2 separate regions of the Muntiacus reevesi genome follow, and region 1 is linked to region 2. Evidence: chromatin contacts called from public Hi-C data. All regions are on one chromosome and are shown on one strand. The core of a region is the stretch at or near the end of the contact, and the rest is flanking DNA. Distances in the headings are between cores, read along the strand shown. Region 1 holds the start of REV3L (REV3 like, DNA directed polymerase zeta catalytic subunit). Region 2 holds the start of CCN6 (cellular communication network factor 6).

Region 1 (4,328 bases), core at 1,189-3,688, 540 kb before region 2:
TGATGCTGGTAATCTATTGTAAGATGGCCAAGAGAAAAGAATATGTATTTCTTTCTACAGACTAGTTCACGTCTTTTTTTAATACTGAGAAACAAATGTACACCATATTCTTTATTTTTAAAAGATTTTTAATATAATAAAATTACTACTAGCTCACAATGAAATTTTTTTTCCACAAACAAAACTTGTCTATAAAACAAAGCCTGCAAATCACTCAACGATACATATTTAATGACTAGTGTAGAAAAAAGAATTATGTGTAGAAAAGTAACCCAAACCATATAAATTGTAATACCTAGTATATGCCACAGTATTAGCACGTCCCCTGATAATTTCAAAATGTGGCTGAAGAGAGTTATATCAACATCACTATCTTAGTTTTCCTCTGTACCTGAAGTGAAAAAAATAGTATATTACACTGAAATTCCAATTAGAAATAAAGACAGCACCACTATACTTAAAAGGGCAGAAAATCTATCCTTCAAAACATTTTATTGCCTCTATTCTCCAGCCTCTAAGTTTCAGGTGTTACACTTTCAACTGCATTCAAATGCCCCATCTTAAAAACTCCATATCATCAAAAGCTTTGTCACTATTTTAAAAAGAAATATCAAATACCATTCTATCAAATCTCACTAACAACACTGAAATTTTTAACGAAGAGAATTCACATTAAAAGATAACTGCTTAGAATGAGTGCTTGAGTTTGGAAAGTGCTATTATCTTGATAGCCCACAGGAAAACTGACTGTAGTAATAAGATGAATGGTGATGCAAGGAGCATCAAGTGGGAAATGCTATCTAAAATCCCATAGGGCAGTACATAGCTAGAGAGCATCTCTTTCTAGGAGGCAGCTCCATTATTTCACATAGGCAGTTCAAAGCGTGTAGAAAAGCAAAGCAATTTAAAATCTTGCAAATCTGGCCACTATCCTACTTATACTATCATAAATCCCCAAGAGCTTCTGAGAACGTAGCTTCTGTCTCCCCACCCCACTTGTTCGAAATAGTTTTTGAAAACAAAACAGCGTATTAAAAAGCGTATTGTCTTAAATGTACGTGTATTTAAAATGCAATCCTACAACCCAGCATAGAGACATTGCTTTAATGTTTGCCTTGCTGGGCTTAGCTGTGGTTCTTATGAAATTGACGCTATGAAGTGGGATGTTTTACACTGGGCGACATAAACATGCATTTCCTACTTCCGCGGATACACACTTCCCTGAAAGCAACGCACCTGGGGACGGAGCCCTGCCCCCAGACTCCGAGGCTTTACTTGAAACTCCAGAGTTACGACCTGCCCTCACAGCAGAACCACATGGTCACCTCAATGAGAAAGATTATCTGGCCCCAGGCGCCACTCTTCAGCCCACAGCATCTCCAGAAGGGGCAGAGGAGAGCGCTGATAAGAAGAGGCGACGAGGAGCGACTGACAACAGAGCTGACACTTCCCTACTCCTCAAGCCGTTTCCAGCAAGGGGCACTTGGGAGACGCAGAGGGTGTCCGAGGTCCCACCAGTCACCCACCTCAGAGGGGGGACCCTGCGCGCCCGCTCACGGAAGACATGGCGCGGCCACCTGACCCAGTCCTCCTGGGCGAGAGCGACGCCCGCTCCGCCTGCCCGCGCGACCCCGAGTGCGGACCGGGCTCCCGACCGCCGCACGCAGTGTAAACACTCGGCGCCCGCCGCCTCCCCGCCTGGGGTTGGATGGGGGAAGAGGGGGCGGAACGCTCGCGCGGACCCACATTTTTGCGCCTCTTGTCACGCTCGGGAGGAAAAGGCGAGGAGGGCGAAGGGGAGGGAAGACGCGGCAGCGATCAGCCTAGAGGGCCGGCGCCGGCGGCGTGCGCGCGAGTGCGCGGCGGGGAGAGCTGCCCGGGCGCCCGCCGCTCCCGCCCGCGCCCCGCGCCCGCTTACCTGCCGGGGTCGCTCCGAAGATTCGCACCACCGGCACCTTCTTGACAGGGGCCTGGGTGAGGGGGGATTGGCAGATATCCAGTCCCTGCAGCGGGCTGGCCATGTAGTAGTCGGCAGTCACTATCCTCACTGAAAACATGTTTGCCGCCGCCGCCGCCACCTCCTCTTCACTAGCGACCTGGCAACGGCAGCAGCAGCGGCGGTTCCTTCCGCAGCGGCGGCCCCACAGCAGCGGCGGCGGCGGCGCCCCCTCCCCTCCGCGACTCGGCCCCCTCCCCTCACACTCAGACACGGCGAGCCGCGGCGGCGGGCGGGGCGGCGTGGGCACTGCTGCCGCCGCCTCCTCAGGAGCACCCGGCGAGGGGCAACCGGGGAGAAGCCCTCGCGCTTTCGTCGGTGCTGCTGCTGCTGCTACCGCCACTGCCGCCGCCGCCGGGAATCACACGGGCTCCTCGGTCCCCGGCTGCAGCTCTTGTTGCCATGATGATGATGTCACGGACGCAACCACTGGGGGAGGGGAGAAGGGGTTGTGTGTGTGTGTGTGAGCGTGTGGGGCGAAGGGAGGGCCAAGAGTAGTTGGGGGAGGGGACACGGCGGGAAAGGGAGGGAGCGGGGCGGGCAGCCGAGCGGGACACCCAAGCGGGGGGCCGAGTAGGTGTTTTCTCCCCCCGCCCCCGGGCACGCCGCGAGGGCGGTGGCTGCGGGAGAGCCGGGCCCGCGCGGGGCACGGGGAATCGATGACTCGGCCGGTGGGCACGGCCACCTGGGGTGAGGGGCAGCGGAGGGAGGGGGCGGTGGAGCACCGATGTCATGGATGGGCTCTGAGGGCCCGGCGGGGAGGGGGACGCCAGTGTTCAGGGTCGTTTTTTGGCGGCTAGGCGGGATTGGCCGGAGCCGCGGCGATCGCGCTCGCTTCGCCGACCGCCATTTCACATCCTGCAGAGAAGGCGGGGGCAGCCGCGGAAACGGCCTTTTACAAGGTAAGAAAACCCGCCCGCGGGAGTAGGGCGGGGTGGGGGGAGGAGGCGAGGCGCAGATCTCGTGCCGCCGCGGCCTCGCGGGAGGCGGGGGCGGCGGACGCAGCCGGCCCTTCTCAGGTAACGCCGCGGCCTCGCGCGTGGCCCAGGGGCGGTGCGAGGGGCGGGGGCGCGCGAGCGCGGGCTTCGGCCTATAAAAGGGCCGCCCCGCCGCTCCCTCCCGAACGTGCGAGACGCCGGGCCCCCTCCTCCTCCTCCTCCGCCGTCGTTCTGCAGTGTCTGCACCCGGCCGGTTAATGAGATTTATTCACGCCTGGCTCTGCTCATCTTTGCCAGGGGTTGGCAGATCCAGTGCACAGGGATTTCCCACCGCGGTGTTTTTCTCCCGCCCCTGTGCTTCCCTCTCGCCGTAGTATATCCTTCCTTGGTTTCCTCCCGGGGCCTGCAGGCTGCGTCCCGGGCGCGCGCCTGGACATGTAAGGACTTGTCAGTTCCCAGTGACCTCCTCCCTCCCCTCCCTTCCCTGGCGGAATGTGGGATTAAGAGCCCTTCAGCGAAATTTTCGGCCAAAGAAGAGGCCCTTGAAAGTCACCGCATCAGATGTGGACTCCCAGTGTTATTCATTAATGGTTTGTGTGAGGGTTTACTAGCCTAAGGCCAGAAAGCAAAAGGGAAGGACCGTTAGACAAAACAACTTCATCCAAAAAGGAGGGGGTGCAGTTGTGAAAGCGAGAGGGGGGAAATATAGGGTACTAGGCGATGCAGCTGGGTTGTCCATAATATTGGAACCGTTAGGTTTTTTGTCTGACTTGGGCACTAATATTGGGCGTGACCTTGGACAAATTGTTTTTTTTTTTTCGGGGCCTCTGTTTGCTCATCTGTGAAACGAGAGTTTTCACATAAAAATTTATAAGAGTTTCTTCCCAGCAAAATTATTTAAGCAGTAGACGGCAGAAACCGTGTTTTCAAGTTTGAAATATGCCACTGAATTAGGACTTTTGACAGTCATTTTCAGTCTACCCAAATTAGAGATCATTCTTTCATACATGTATTTCCAGGTGTATTTTAATGGTTAGTAGGTTGCTATATATTTGAAGTGTTGTGAGAGATCCTCATTTGGAATACTGTGGTTCTCAAAGTAGGAAAACCAGAAGGCTCAAAGGGACAGAGCACTGGTAAGCTGTCTGTAAATTCCATGACATACAATGCTAATAAGAATCTGTGCTCCAGGGAATTCGAGACTGATTACCACATCAAATTAGCCTGCGTTTTCAAGCTGAGAGCATGATTATAAGCATAGGTAGCAAGATTTCTACTAATATACAGAAAATTACCTAGTATTTTAAGAGGCAAAATCTCTTAAGTTGATTTAAGTTTTAGAAGGCAGTGGAAGTGATTTTTTTAAAGGACTACCATACAAAATGCATTTTCTG
Region 2 (3,890 bases), core at 666-3,165:
ATGAACCAGTGAGGAAATAAGAGATGATCCTTTCTCATGACCACTGTGGGGCATGAATCCCTGAGGCTGGGAACCCAAAGATCAGATGGTGTTAAACCAGAGACATGAAAATAATGGATCATTTTGGACTAACACAGACCCATCTTCCTTAATTAGGCTGTTTTCAGATGTTAGGGAGACCAAGCTTATACTGCTGCTCCCTGTATGACAGGCCAATCAATCAAGAGATGAATTCTTTGGGCAAGGAACATAACTTTATTTGGAAAGTCAGCAAGCCAAGAAGATGGTGGAACCGTGCCCCAAAGAACTATCTTCCCAGAGTTAGAATTCAGGCTTATTTTATAATAAAAGGGAAGGGAGGAAAGTCAAACATTTCCTGATCTGTCAGCCTCCAGAGGGGATGTGTTAATTTCTTCCTTCCTGCGGTTATTCACAGGAGGGTCTGGTTGCGGGTATTTCCTGTGAGCTAAACAAAGGTATTTTATTGATATAACTTTACTTTCATTACCTGGGAGGCAGGGTTCCCAGAGATGAGCCATGATGTTTAATTTTAGCTTATAGGCAACATCCCTTTGGTGATTAACTTGTAATAGAATACGAAGGTTTTTCCCTGTTACACAGATTTTACACTGTTTCTCAGGCAGGAAGGTGAGGAGTTGACATCATACCTAGGCTGGGTATTCCTTGTTTGGTGTGTGTGTGATTATGGTGTAATTGACTACTTAGTAAGCCATGTGGGGTATGTTTGCACATTTTATGGAGTCCCTGGCTCTCTGAGGACCCCAGAGTCCTTGTTGTTGGCAGGAAGCCCAGTTTTTTCCAGGTCTCCAACCTTCCGTCACTGTGTCTTTATACACAGAAAGAGAGGCGAGCAGTGAGCCCAGGAGAGGTGACAAGTAAATCGAAGACAGGTGACAGGTCACAGGGAATAGAAATTGGCCCTAGAATGGGGGCAGGAAGATGGGCCAGACACTGGATCCACAAGAAGACAAAACCCCATTGTAGGTGCACCCCAAGATGCACAGACAGAGACTAGAGTTGAAAGTTGGGTAAAAAAGCCACAAACCACTGGACATGGGAGGAGATGGGCTGGTGACCACACACGCTGGGGAGGTGGGAATTAGAAGGGAAGGGGTGTACAAATCTATAATGACTTTAAAAAAAAATCTTGATTTGTTAAATGAATTGATTGCCACTAGTGTAACTGTTTTGTCTTGGCCCTAAAAGATTGGGGTTAACTTCACTCTTGTCTGTCATGGGGCTGTGGCCGCAAAAAGCGGCTTCTCTTGGGCCCCAGATGGTAGGTGTCCACCTGGGTTCCATCTACAGCATTTCCAAACCTAATCCACCTGCTAGGAGAAACGTGCTGTCACAGAGGTAAGCACCGGGCACTGTGGTAAGAAGCTGCAGAGTGAGGGAAGGTGGGGCGAGCCTGTTACAGCTGGGCAGTGGCGGGCTGTGATGGGGTGGTCAGAGGCCAGACTTGTCTCCTGTGTTTTGAGGCCCGGGGAGAACAAGCAAGTAGCAAATAGATGGCCTGGGGCGGCAAACCCAGAGGACAGGCTGAGGGTTACGGCGGGTAACCCGTCTAATATCACCGTTTTGCTCAAGGCTGCTCCTGGAGCGGGAAGAACAACAGTTCCTTCAAGCAGAAGTCACCCTTGGTCTGCCCCTCTCCGTCCCGGGAGGAGCGCGCTCCAGGCCACCGCGAAGGTAAATATGAGAAGGGTCGCCTGAAAGTAAACAGGCTATTAAAAGGGATCTGGGAAAGCGAAAGCAGAGCCTGAGAGCTGGAGCACAAAGTCGGGAGCTGGGCGGTGGAGGCGTGGGTCCTTCCTCCAGGAGACAGAGCAGAGCTTTGTGCGCGGGCCTCGCAGCATCTCAGCATCTCCGGCCCGAGGCCGGCCCGGGGCCATGCGGGGGCCGCTGCTCTCCACGCTTCTCCTGGCCGCGCTGTGGCAGGTACGTCCCCCCGGGGGCTGCGGGGGCCCTCACTTCCTCAGGTCAGAAATCAAAAAGGAAGAGAAGATGGGGGACGTGGAGGGGTGCGCTCCTTGTGGAAATACCTCCAGACGAGTAGGGAGCCATGATCTTCTAATCAAGTCCTGTTTTAATTCATTAGCTTCGGGGGAGAGTGGAAAACGTCGCTCCCTTTCGGGGTAGGGCACTTAATCCTGCTTCGGATATGTTTGAACAGCTCCCAGGTTTTCATAAAATGTATTTTTTCCCTTCTTTTAACTGGAGTCTGCCGGGAGCTGGCTGCCCTGCGGGCGGGGTGGGTGGCCGTGCCGTCTGCCGGCGCCAGGCGGGCGGACTGCACAGAAGTCCTGGAAAAAGTGACCCTGACGGCTCTCTTCAGCTAAGCCTGTGCTGTTTGAGAACGCTTCGGAGCAAACACTTCATATTTTTAAAACATTCTATTTTTTTTTGTCTTTTCTTAACCCGTGTGTTTTCCACTTTTCATGAGACAGAATCAGTCCACAGGGTTTTTAAATATTTTGAGCAGCAGACCAAAGGGAAGTTTAATTCAATATGAGCGATTCTTTGCTTTAGCATTTTTTTTTTTTTTTAATTGAGACGATTGAATTGGGGTGGCTTATATTATGGATTTATCTACATGGTGGAGGTTTTTGCTAGCTCAGAGGACAGAGCTTTTGAAACCTGGTGTTTTAGAATACAGGGATGTGTGTGTGAGTTAATTTGAGGTAGTTAAGCAGCAGATGTATTTTAGAAAACGGGGCAGGGATGTGTTAGAATTGTTATATATGGAGAGATTTAAGATCTTAAAAGGGTCATGACAAGAATGTCAGTGGTACCATTATGTGGACGGATGGAGAGATGCTTTTCCCCAGTAGGAGTTAGATAGGGCTGTCTATTGCCTCGTCCACTGCCCTTCAGGAAAAAGTCTGCCACTTTTGTAGATTGAGAACTACAGTATATCCCTAAGCAGCAAGTCTTCCAACAGAGAGAGATGTGCTCAAAATAAAAAAACAAGAAGAGGTTATAGATAGAGCAACAAGAAAATATTATGCTTAATGGCAAAGTTAAGGGTCTGAAGTTTTGAAGGGGTTGATAGTACCTACCATGTATAGAAAATCTAATATGTGCCAAGAACTGTGCTTCACACTTTAGTGATTAGATAATAACTCAAAATAACCTTGCAAAGTGGATATTATTGATCCTGTTGTACAGAGGAGGATTGAAGCTCAGAGATCAAATAAATGAATGTTATCTAAGATAAGCGTAGTTCTGTGGTCAAAGCCCTCATTCTTTCTGTTGTATTGTTCTCATGATTCTTTTGTTGTCTTAATATTTTGATTTTGAAAACAATCAAAATATCTGAAGAAGCCTGTGATTATGAATGACTTTATGTTTTGCTTCTTGTGGTTTTTGGTTTCCTATTATGCACATGTTAACTTTTAAGAAATAAATGTTATTTTGAAAGCCTTTAAAAAATATCTGAAGAAAAAGAAAATTATATGTAACTCTTTATATTTATCCACACATTTACCATTTCCAGCATCCTTGATTTCTTCTTGCATTTCTAGCATACTATCTGTTGTAATCTTCTCTTCAGGTGGAAGAGCTTCCTTTACTATTTCTTGTGAGGCAGGCATGCTAGCAACAGTTACTCTCAGCTTTTGTTTATCTAGAAATGTCTTTAATTTCACCTTAATTTTTGAAAGATAGTTCCACTGGAGATAGAATCCCAGGTTGACAGTTTTTTTTCCCCCCTCTTGGCATTGTCTCAGGGTGTCTTGTTCTTATTTTCCTTCTCCTTTTTTAAAGACATAATATTTTGGTGGTGTTTTAGGGTCACACAAATTTGAGAGGAAGGTCTCAGAGATTTCCTCTTTACCACCTGCTGCTGCGCGTGCATAGCCTCCCCC

What was found. A called contact is a pair of places that touch in the nucleus more often than the background predicts.
Region 1: a Hi-C map of blood shows a contact between it and region 2, with 2.5 times the contacts expected there. The contact joins the promoter of REV3L here to the promoter of CCN6 in region 2. A contact is called at or near these places in 2 of 3 Hi-C or Micro-C datasets (blood and muscle).

Annotation. Positions count from the first base shown.
Region 1 is chr19:36,730,959-36,735,286 of mMunRee1.1, reverse strand. It overlaps REV3L (REV3 like, DNA directed polymerase zeta catalytic subunit), which reads right to left and starts at 2,438. Exons shown (of 32, transcript XM_065911638.1): 1 at 1,919-2,438. The coding sequence starts at 2,057. LOC136150844 (a long non-coding RNA gene) reads left to right here and starts at 2,933. Exons shown (of 4, transcript XR_010659941.1): 1 at 2,933-3,015.
Region 2 is chr19:36,195,080-36,198,969 of mMunRee1.1, reverse strand. CCN6 (cellular communication network factor 6) reads left to right here and starts at 1,915. Exons shown (of 5, transcript XM_065911518.1): 1 at 1,915-1,962. The coding sequence starts at 1,915.